Linked DNA regions of Anser cygnoides: region 2 is linked to region 1. The links are chromatin contacts, called in public Hi-C maps. All regions are on one chromosome and are shown on one strand. The core of a region is the stretch at or near the end of the contact, and the rest is flanking DNA. Distances in the headings are between cores, read along the strand shown. Region 1 holds the start of PDP2 (pyruvate dehydrogenase phosphatase catalytic subunit 2). Region 2 holds the start of LOC106033238 (fatty acyl-CoA hydrolase precursor, medium chain).

The links. Hi-C and Micro-C count contacts between places; a contact is called where the count stands out from the background.
Region 2: a contact with region 1 is called in a Hi-C map of liver, with 2.3 times the contacts expected there. The contact joins the promoter of LOC106033238 here to the promoter of PDP2 in region 1. A contact is called at or near these places in 3 of 7 Hi-C or Micro-C datasets (all in liver).

The regions. Positions count from the first base shown.
Region 1 is chr12:9,839,756-9,845,385 of Taihu_goose_T2T_genome, reverse strand. It overlaps PDP2 (pyruvate dehydrogenase phosphatase catalytic subunit 2), which reads right to left and starts at 3,494. Exons shown (of 2, transcript XM_048068799.2): 1 at 3,320-3,494; 2 at 1-1,163. The coding sequence starts at 1,108.
Region 2 is chr12:9,972,937-9,978,793 of Taihu_goose_T2T_genome, reverse strand. LOC106033238 (fatty acyl-CoA hydrolase precursor, medium chain) reads right to left here and starts at 4,461. Exons shown (of 14, transcript XM_013176626.3): 1 at 4,263-4,461; 2 at 3,286-3,490; 3 at 2,298-2,442; 4 at 1,636-1,769; 5 at 1,170-1,323; 6 at 167-268. The coding sequence starts at 4,332.

The DNA.
Region 1 (5,630 bases), core at 2,245-4,744:
TATTCTCAAGAACACTGTGTTGCAGTTCTTTACTCCATTTTAATTGCACATCTCCAAAAGCTCTGGAGGGCATGAGAATCCCCAGTAGTCTGTCATTCACAAATAGAGTTTTCTCCTCAGATCTTGGATGTTCTCTCTTTAGTCTTCTAATTTCAAATTCATCAAAGGCATTGTGGTCTCGTGTTAGAGGAAGAGTAGACCATGTTCCATCTTCTTCACAAACCCCTAAAATTGCTCTGCAATCACCGGCATTCGCAACATGTAAATGAACACCATCAACGTGAGCTACACATGCTGTTGCACCAGAAAAAGCTACTTGAAGGGCAATATTTCTCATCAACTCATTTTCCTGGGGAGCCTGAACTTCCAGTGATATGTCCGAGTCTAACCTTTTGAATGCACTTATCATGGCTTCTTCTAAACTAAATCCTGGCTCAATGTCTAGGTCCAGTAAGTGTTGCCAGTAAACCCGGAGATTCTCAAAGTACTGTGAAGTTATCTCTCGGTACTCCACATCATTTGGATGCTTGTGCAACTGCAGAATAGGCATAACTGGTTTCATGCACTCCACAGCAAGCTCGATCTCTTCCAGTGCTTGCCGAGACATGAGAGAAACTGCTATATAATGAAGGAGTCTCTCACTTACTGCCTGAGCGCACGCAGAACCTGCATGACCATCAAAGACACCAAACATCATGCCTCTGGTCTGCAAGCAAGTGGCTGCACTTCTGCGGTCTTCAATAGGGGTATTGGATGCCAGCTGGTTACTTTCAAATCTCAACACAGAATTCGTGTTTTTACAATTCAAATCCAATATTTTATGGGATAACTCACCTGCTCTGAGAATATCATTGATTTGTGATGGAGACAACTGGAAAGAGAATTGTTCTTCTTCAGTGGAGGTGTGTCTGAATGCTTTTTTTACGGAGAAGATATTGTCTAAGCTGCAGCTTGCAGCAGGGTAGAGAAGTGTTTTGGAGAAAATAAGCTTCCATTTTATTTTCTGTCTATTTGGGATGCATATGGAGTACAAACGTCCTTTTCGTTGTAAAACAATGCTGTTTCTTGCCGAGCTTAAGATCCAGGATGATACAGTTCTTGACATCATATGTCACTCCACAAATTGAACAACTTCCTTCAGTCAAGCAGAATGTCCTTATAGTCTGGAATATAAAAATTGGAAAGGTGTAAGACAAGTTTCACAAGAACCTTTCCATACGGCAATACAAAGAAAGTCTAGAGGTCACAGAAACATTCAGAACTTTTTTGCAGAAAAGACTGCTACGGACAGAGGCATCTTAGAAATGATACAATTTCCATTACTTAATGACAACCTTGGTGAATTTAACTTAGGATATGACTCCTCTTACCAACTAACCCATCAGAAAAGCTAATTTTTATTTACGAAGCATGCTTTTTTGTTATTATGGCATGGTTAAGACGTAATTGCAACGTTACAAGAAACTTACACTGTTCAGTGGAAAGCCTTGTCTAACAAGACACAGAAGGCAAGTATCTCAGACTTGTTGGATCTACATGGCAATTAATGGACAACTTTTAAGATGTCTGCTAGAGTACAGCTTTACTCCAAATTCATTCTAAATAGCAAAATGTGTCTTCTAAATATCAGAGCCAAGAGTGTAAGTACTCAAATCCCACAGAACTGAAAGATGTAGCAGACAGATTAACATTTTATATAAATTGCCACGAGCTTCACATCTAGAGCAAGCTAGCTTACCTTTCCAATTCTGTTCCAGCTTATAAGCTTGATTCTTTTTTTGTACCTGCCAGGTCTTAACACCGGTAGGATTTCTACACAGCTGAAGTCCGACTGGACTACTGGTCAATTAATGGATTTATCACGGCACTGTGCACTTGGACAAAGGGAAAGTTATACCACAGCTGCATTGATGACTTTTACAGGTTTACAGTTAGGCATGTTCATTTGGAGTGCAGTTAAAATAAGCAGCTGTGAAGAGCACTGAAACCTTGGGCACTTGAACAGATGAGGTTCTTCAGCTGCCATGGGGAAGGTCCATCATATTGCTTCCTCCTTTAAATAAGGTATTCAAGCTGTGAGAGGCAGTCTACTAAGTACAACTAGGTGCTTAATTCACAACAGAGCTTTGCCCCAAGGACTTAAAAGCTAACTGTATTGTAGCACCACAAGTACAATTACTCCCAGAAGATTACACTGGCAGCCTGTTTGAACAATATAGTTTTCTCAGAGCTCTGAACCACTTGCACATTGCCTTCAACACAAGGTACTCCAGGTCCCAGTCCAACGATGCTATCTATGTACTACTGCAATACTGTTTTTTGTTTGTTTTAAGCAGTGCACTTTGTGAAACAGCAAGAAGGCCATCCAGCCAGTTGCATAAATAAAAATGTTCCAAGAAATCAGCAGAAGCTAAAAACAAACTTGAGCTACTGTAATCAGAAGGCCTACTGCTCCAACCCAAGGACTCGACTAAAATTCTATCTGGGAAACAAAAGCAAAGCATACCACCCCTGCCCCACAAGAGAAGAGAGCAGACAGGCCGTTCCACCAAGGAACCCACCACTTTGACACCGGGAAACCTGCGAGGACAGGCAAGGACACCGCCTAATTTCACTGCTGCTATCAGGAGAGCAGATGGCAAAGCCAGTGCCAGTTCATGGCTTGGCGCTTGCCTGTGGTCTCCTGGGACGAGGACCTCTCCCATCACCACCTATTGTTGTGCTGCACAGAGAACACCACCAGAAAAAAGCCATGAGGAACCAAAGAACAGCAGCAGCACCAGACAAACCTTATTTGTCAGCCTTGTCCAGGCCATTCCCCACTCTGCTGCTTCTCTCCCGTCCCACCCTTCTGAGCCAGGTACAATCCGAAACCTGACAACTTTCCTGTTCTTGATCGAAAAACCTTACAGGAATAGCATGTTAAACTGACTGACCCTGCTCACAGCGGCTGGCTGCACACTGCTGGATTTTTCCGTCCCTTCCCCAGCAGCAGATCCCCCCAGTGCCATACAGATACCTCTCTGCCTGGGGCCGGGTAACACCGACGGGGTCCTGAGCACACTGCTGGATCCCTGGACCAGCACCCACAGCCCCAGCGCCCGCCCCAGCCACCGCCCGCGTTAGAAAGCGGTGGCGGTGCTAATTAGGATGCCGGGCGGTGCTAATTAAGGCGCCGGGCTGCAGCCCATGAAGTAGGAGCCGCTCCCACCCGCCTCGAGCGGCGCAGTGCCAGAAGCAGCACTTCCTCCAGGCCCACCGGAGCCCCCGCGGCTCACCCGGAGGCGGCCGAAGCGGTGCCTCCGACCCCATCCCTTACCGGTGCGGTCCTGTCCGGCCCGGTCCCGGCCACAGCCGCCGCCACGCGCCCCGCAGGTTCCGGGCTCTCCGGCGCCGCTCAAGTGCCGGGCGCTGAGCGACGGCCCCGCCGCCCAACCCGCGCCGCCCCCGCCGGAGCCGCCCCGAGGAACGGCCGCAGCGGGGCGGGGCCGCGGGTTCCTGTCAGGACATGGCGGGGCGGGCCGGGCGGTGGCTGTGTGGGGCTCCCGCCCCCCCGCCATGTTCCATCAGCGCCGCCTCCGCCGAGCGGTGCCAGCTCTGGTGTTGCTGGCGGGGAGGAGAAAGCCCCCCCCGTGCCCGGCGCAGCCTGGCCTGGCCTGACCCGTGGGGGCCGTGCCGTGTCCCCTCACCTCCCGTCACCTCCCGTCTCCGTGTCCCGTCCCCTGAGCCGCCCGCGCGGTCGGCAGCAGTCCCCGCCTTCTTCCTGCTTTAGATTAGTAAAATAAATTCTCCATTTAAAAAGAATCCATTATCCATTTATAAAGAATCCAGTAGTAAACTTCAACAAAGGTTACTCTTTGCAGGAACTCTCCTTTGTTCTTTTTAAACATAAATAAAATTATACATCTTTTGGTGCTGGGGCTGCCACATGATAAGGCTTCAAATGACAAAGCCCCTTTGAAAATGGTAGGCCCTGTAAGCTAAGAGCAACAACTATTAGAGGTTCAGACAGCTGGATCCTCCTTTTCGCCACCTGCTTTCTAGTTTCCAGTGTCTGTCTTAGTTAAAATTTCTGTTGAGTCATTTAGTAATGAGACAAGGAATGGGCCCAAAGTGCATGGTGGTTAATAAGTAGTTATTGGTTATTACATACTGGATAGCGAGCAGACCTTGCCTCAACCTGGAGTAGTGATTCTGCAGAAACAGAGGCTCACATGAGGCTTTGATAGGATGATAGTTCACTTTTGATTTTACTGGCTTCTTGTACTGAGGCATTTTTCGTTTACATAATGTGTTGCAGGTATCCTACATGAGATAAGTGTGTTCCCAGATTATCTGTAGTGGACAGATGTGTGATCATCTTTGTGAGTCTGAATGTTTATTTGTTTCCGTTTGTTGTTGTTGTTGTTGTTGTTCTAAATGTAAAAAGTGAAACATAGTTTCATGTCAACTGGAAGACCAAGCCAAGAAAAAAAAAAGGAAGGTCACCTTAGAGAAAAAAAAAAAGGAGCATTATTCTAGCATATGTGGAAACAGTTATCCTAAATGGGTGCACCAGCAGAAGCTCCTTGGCAGTCTTCTGATCTACCAGTTTTTTCAGTTTTTGTACCATTTACAACAGTGATAAAACCTCATCTGTCAGCCTGAAAACCAACTTGACTGCTCTTTCTTCTGCTCAAGGCATGTTTAAATGCTTCTCTTCAGCTGAAAGCTATTACTGCTCACATATTCATGCAGTCATTTCATAAACTCATATGCATAAGCTGAAGTGGTTTAGGAAACATGTAAATTAAGGTGAGACTATTAACAATCCTGCAGGTATTGCTTTTGTTCCACATAAGCCAAGTACAAGAAGGAATACTGTATGAAAGCATATAAGAAACTTAAAAGTTTTCAGTGTCATTACTTGACAGGACTAGATATTAAGTTCAACTGAGATTCAGATTCTGCTTTGGTGTGTTTAGTTATGCTGATGAACCAGAGCGATACATAATTAAAGTTAAAAAGTAGAAATGCTACTCTCTGATATGATTTGGGGAAAGAAATGGTATTGCTCAGGCTTGCAGTATTTTTGCCCTCAGGAATATCTAATTACTATGGTGAATTCCTGTGGCAATAGTGGATGGTTGCCATGGTGCTCTACCTTGCTAATTCACATTGAAAAAAATTATAACTCAAGTTTCTTTAGATAAAATTAAGCTTTCATTTTGACTTCATTGTTTATAGGTGAGCAAAAGTTCAGTATCAAATGTCCTGTGCCAGGACAGAGTTCTTATAAGCGAATGAATGCAATTCCAGAAGCATTGTATTAAGGTGCAATGGTAGGTTAAATTGTAACAAATGCTATATTTAGTTTTTTTCAAGGTATAATTTTATCTTTTTACTTGTGTGGACAGCAACTCTGTTTTCTCTTTGCAAATACATTTTTGTGCTCATTTCCATGCTGCGTGTTTAGGCCTTGATCCAACTCCCATTAAAGTCAATCCCAGTTTCAGCAGGTTTCAGATAATGTGAAATGGTTATTTGAGCCTAAAAGGTCAGTCTCAGAAATCCCATTGCATGAAACAGGTTGCAGTCAGGCTACTGAGGCACGTGACATTTTTACTCCTGACCTAAAGTTACACACAGGA
Region 2 (5,857 bases), core at 3,212-5,711, 130 kb before region 1:
ACACAGAAATACTATCTCTAGAGACTGTGATTGCAGTTTCACAAGAAAAAGGTCTAGTGCCGCTTTTTAGAATAAACCATTTAAGGTATGCAAAAATATCAGAAAAAAAAAAAAAAACACAAAAACACATGCACACACATGCAAAAAAAAAACACAAGATACCCACCTGTGCTTGCTCCTCAGGCTGGTCAGTGAACAAAATCCTGACTGCAGTACCACTCTCTGAAATGGCCTTATGGAACAAGCCCTTTGCCAGAGGAGATAAGACCTGAAAAAAAGCAAGAACAAGCATTACAAGAATTACAAGAATTACATTCTGACCACTGACTTAGAATTTCATTATCAGGAAATGCCTTTTAAAATATTTTGAAAACAAATGTCATAGGATTGTTATTCTGTAGACTCTGACCATAATTCAGCTATGCAAAAGTCTTTGGCAGTAATATCAGGGATAAGGAGTTCATGCCTGCCTCTTCAACTTCCATGGCACCTTGCTTCCAAGACTTCATGGAACTACACTGCAAGCCAGATATGGAACAGATAACTATGTCAAGGATAGTCTGGCTGTGCTGCAGAAAGGGAATAAACAACTATTAGACAGAACGTAGGAGGTTAGCAAACGAATTACTGCTGAAGTGCATTTATCACTGAACCCCAGGCTCTCTGTGTGATCTGTAGCAAATTGTGAGAGACTGGAACAGAAGAATCTCTTAATCAATATGCTCAGTGTTGATGTAAAAATTTTGCATCATCACTGAGTCATAAAATGCCAGTCTAGTACACATATCATGACTATTCACCTGGGTTACTTTGCACAAGTGCCTGTTGTAGCATACAGGAAATGGGCAACAGGGCTTCCTCTCAGGGAACTTTTCTCAAAAGGGTAAATTTTGCAAAAGCCAAAAACCCCAGAATTCAAATTAGGAGATGATGAATAACATCTTGGGTCTAAACTACAAGATTAGTGTATGAAAAGAACCTTTTCAACAATCTGGTCTGTTTCTAAGCTGCACTGATATCACATTGTATTATAGACCAAGGTGATGCGTGGTTTACTATAAAGCCCTACCTTTTTCTCTCACTGATTTTTCATTAAGGTACTAAGAAAGAATGTGGACAGTTTTTTTTTCTCCTTAATTAATTAAAATTCATGACTGTTGTGAACTTACAAGAGCAGAAACACTGACTCCTCCTGCAGATTCTCCAACAATGGTGACAGATCCTGGATCTCCTCTAAAATGTATGATATTTTCCTGAATCCACTGGAGAGCTGCTACTTGATCCAAATACCCCCAGTTACCACGAGCATGCTTATCACCAGTGCTAGAAAGAAAGAATATGTTTAAATGCTCGATGTAAGAAAAAAGGTAGAGATAAATACAATCTGAAGTATAAGAAAACAGCTGCAAAATAGCCTCTCTACATAACTAAAAAAGAAATGGCTGAGATTAGAGTATCAGGCAAGACCAGATTTTGAAGCAGATTTGGGACTTGTAAATTGTTCCCAACTTGCATGTGTAATTAAGATACATATAATTTATTTGCATAAGCAAGTATTCTACATGTCTTGTCACAAAGGATTTGCACATATAATTTTGGAAATCACTTAGCAAAAACTGGGATAGAATATCTTACCTAAAATATCCAGCAATACCTAATCTGTACTGAATTGTTACAACTACCACATTGTCAAAGGCTGCTAATGCTGAACCATCGTATGATGAAGCTGCTCCAAAAACTAATCCACCTCCATGGATCCATACAAAGACCTGGAAAGGAAAAAGCAGAAACAATTCAGCACAGGTAAGAGCTCCAGTGATATAAACTAAATATAGTATTTTGTGCTTTCACTCCCGAGTCTTTCAGATTAAATTTCACAGACAGTAGAAGTCTTTCGAAATGGAGGGTAGCAGCCTTATAACAGACATTGATTTCATTAAATACTTAAATTAAACCAGTGCCCCGTGACTTTTCACAGTTTGTTTTTTTTTTTTTTTTTTGAGGAAATCAAACATTACTGATGTAAAGTGTCAGTAAGATTTTACTTGTAAAATAGGATTATTTTTTTTTTGTATCTACTAAAGCTCAATTAAATATTTAGTGGTGGAAAGTGTGTAACTGGATCATCATTAGAGAACTGCACCTGTAAGTCTCCATATAGTACAGGTTGTAGATCTGCTGTAAAATTATTATAATCCTTAGGAAGCTTTTAGAAGTTTCAAGTTCAGGCTCAGTTTGTTCCATCAAGTCACAGAAGCAATAAAGTTTGCTAGAGGTTTTACAATGATTTTGCTTACAGGCAACTTCTCATGTTCTTCTGTAGAAACAGGTGTGTATACATTCAGATATAAGCAATCTTCAGACATTTGGAGACGAACTTTTTCTTTTCTATTAGTAATAGCATCTGAAAAATACTGTCCTCTTACTTTGTCCTGTAGACACCTGAATAAAATAAAAAAAACCAACAGAAATAACTAAAACCTCAGTGGTACAAAGCGTAGCTTTTATGTACTTCAAGTACGAATCAGAAACCTATCTCTAGTACATTTCTAGATTGCTGGAAACAGAAAACATAAAATGTTTTTTCACCGTTAATATATTTTCTTCCATTGACTTGGTGTTAGTAAGCTCTGTAAAAAGGAGTCACGGTCTACAGCAGTACATAGTGACAGGCAGATATAATTTTGCATGTTTCGAAATATTACAGAAATATACCTGCAAATGGATATGGCTATAAATTACTTAAATGAAAATGCAAAGTAATTATTTTACATCTGCAATAGTTTTTTTGTATTGCAATTATAGATATCAGGCTTGAGTCACTCCAAGAAGGGCGCTAGTACAAGTGGAATAAGATATTTATAATATAGTCTAGAACTGGTCTGTTTCTTAGATGTTCTATTAAGCATGTGATTCATTGGACATTCTTTTCTTCCAGTATTTTATTCCAGCATTTCTTCAGCTTCTTTCTGGTTCTGCTCCAAAGTTACACAGTTTATAAACATTGTTATGTAATGGCCAAATGCTCCCAAAATAAAACATAATTGATCAAGTGATGATCCATATTAGTTCATCGCTGATGCCCATTAGACAGCACTTTTTAATAAAAAGAGCAGCTTATAAAGATATCTTTAGAAATGCATTCATTGTAACAATTGCAGGTGGTAGTGAGATGACACCAAGAAATTTATCTTTGTGGATTTTGACCATCTTGCTTATCAGTGTCCTTGAACTGCGTGTAATATAAAATCATGACAAAGACAAATGTTTTTCTCATCGTCTTACATCGGTGGGTAGGAAGCAGCATCTCTGACACCCTTCCATGGCTCAGGTGGCTGGGGTTCAGAAAACCTTAATGGTCCAACAGGAGGCTTAGCAAAAGGAAGTCCCAGAAAGACATTTACACTCCTCTCAGCTGCATTTACTTTGACTTGGTACCCTCGGACACTCCCATAGTTGGTCACCACTTCTGGTTGTTCTGCTTTTCGTCCTGGGGGATGTGTACACAAAATTCAGATAATTGAGTGGCCTATTGGTTAGTAATTGAAAAATTTCTAAGAAATTTACCTACCTAAATATATATATTTTTTTTTTTTTTGCCTAAACAACTTATTTTCAAACATAAGGCTTCAACAAACTCTATCAGTATGGATGACATCATTTCAGCCTTCATTCTGACTGTGTTTGTATGTATAATCTCCCTCAGGTATATCATATATATTTTCTTACTATGCACACACATTAGTAATTGTGTGTAGATCATAATCCATTTGATCCAAGTTGTTAAAAGTTCAATAGACTACACTCATTAAGAAAAGGCATTTCCTTTTTAATATATGGATCTGTGAATGCACAATATATATTTGGGACTCTCGATAGTAGATACAGACAAAAGAAAAAAACTTCTAATATACCTAAAAACAGTCTGGCATATACAAATGGTGTAAATATTTAGGTAAGATTTATTTTAATATCACTGTGAAAATTCTCAGTATCTAATTAAAAACATGGCACATTTTGGTCTTTTCTGACTCAGCAGACAAAATTTTGCAAGAGGAATTTAATTTTACTAGTTGTAAAAACAACAACAACAAAGACAAATGCCTGAAAATAGATTACAAAGAAGAAATGAAGAACTATTTGCTATTCAGACCTAATTTCTGTGCAGCAAGTTTGAGCGCCCAGGTCCTCAGATAAGGCTGAGATTCCCATAGGTAGTCTCCTCCCAGAAGGGAACAGTGAAAAACATTTCTGAAGCTTACCAGTAGCTACAAGTGCTGTAATCCCAGCAGTGAGAATTAAGGACAGCAGCATGTTCTTTTCAGTTGCCATTTTGCATGCTAGTCACACATTCACCTCCTCAGTGTATTGCCTTTAATACTCTGTGAAGTATAACTGTTACGCAAGACAAACACTGATTAGTTAAAGCATTTCTCAAGCTGTGAAACCAAACCAACTGTGGCCAGCCTGAGCAACTGCCCTGACTGTAAGCCACTCCCTTCAAGGGGAGTGCACAGCAGCTTGTCTGTATATGGGAACAGCGAGACCTATATCAAGAATGTCTCCACAAGTTTCATACTAGCTGCCCACGGCTTCTTATAAATCTTATTCATGGAATATCAGGCCTCAACTATTTGCTTTAAAAAACATTGTAAATAGTCCTCATAACATCAGGAGATTCTTCCTGCTACAATAACACTACCATCTTTGAAAAATTAGGACTTAATCTCCCACTACACACTGAAGAACCAGGAAAACTACCCTATAATCTTATTACATTTACTTGCTTTACTTTACTTGTATGTAATTGCTTCATTTCGATACATGTAACACACAGCATATCCACAAAGACCAAAATCCAAAACAATAATCCTGAAAAAAGTGCCTTTGCTGAAGTAAAAATTGGAAGATTTTTCATCTCACAAAGGGATATTTTTTGACAAAACCAATACTGGAAAAATCTCAGCTTTTCCTGCAAGGTGGATACTCCACCTACCACTCAGTCCTGTGCATTCAGGAATGTTTGTCTTTTATCTCAAAATAAAAGAGTTTTGCAATACTAAAGAGAGGCTTTCTCAACTATTGTACTATGGGAGCAATATTAAAGGATTTGGGTAGTAACCACACATTTAATCCCTATGAAGAAATCAGGAGCGTTTAGAGACTTCCATGTGAACTCATGCCTGTCACCCAGGTGTGATATGAAAAAAAGGCAAGACATAGATGAATAGAAATAAAAGAAATTATCAGTAAAAGAGATTATCTACTATGTAACTAGGTGGTTGTGTTTGTTCTATGTTTCCTTGCTTTGCTTTTTTTTTTTTTTTTTTTTTTTGGCAAGAGTCAGTAGCTCTTGTTCCAGAAAGCCTATTTTGTAATTCTATGGCATCATAATTCTCAGTTGTCTGAGACAGCATTTCTAAACATTATCTTAGTGCCCGTACCTTTGTTTCAGCTACGTGTGTCCTAAGACCCACAGTCATTACATTAGTTGAGCACGTATGTTAAGCGTGTAGTGGTCCTGTGTGCTCAGGCTGTGTTCAGGCACTCTGAAGAGATGCTTTACTCTAGTATCTAAGTTGGTCTGGACAGGTGTGATTCACAGCTCATGTAGGTAAATCCAGGCAACTTTAAACTGGACTGCTCAGGGTGCAAACTATTGGCAGCTTGTTTCAGATGTGTATATTCAATGCATACTAATTATCCTAAGCATTTACTCCGTTATCAGAAGACTTTTGCCCTCTGTACTACAGCAGCTCTGTGATGCAGCCGCTACACTGTTAATGCCAATGCTAGATGGCTTATCAGCTGTTTCGGAATGTAGGGTTAGTGCAAGTATACACTGGCAAATGGGATA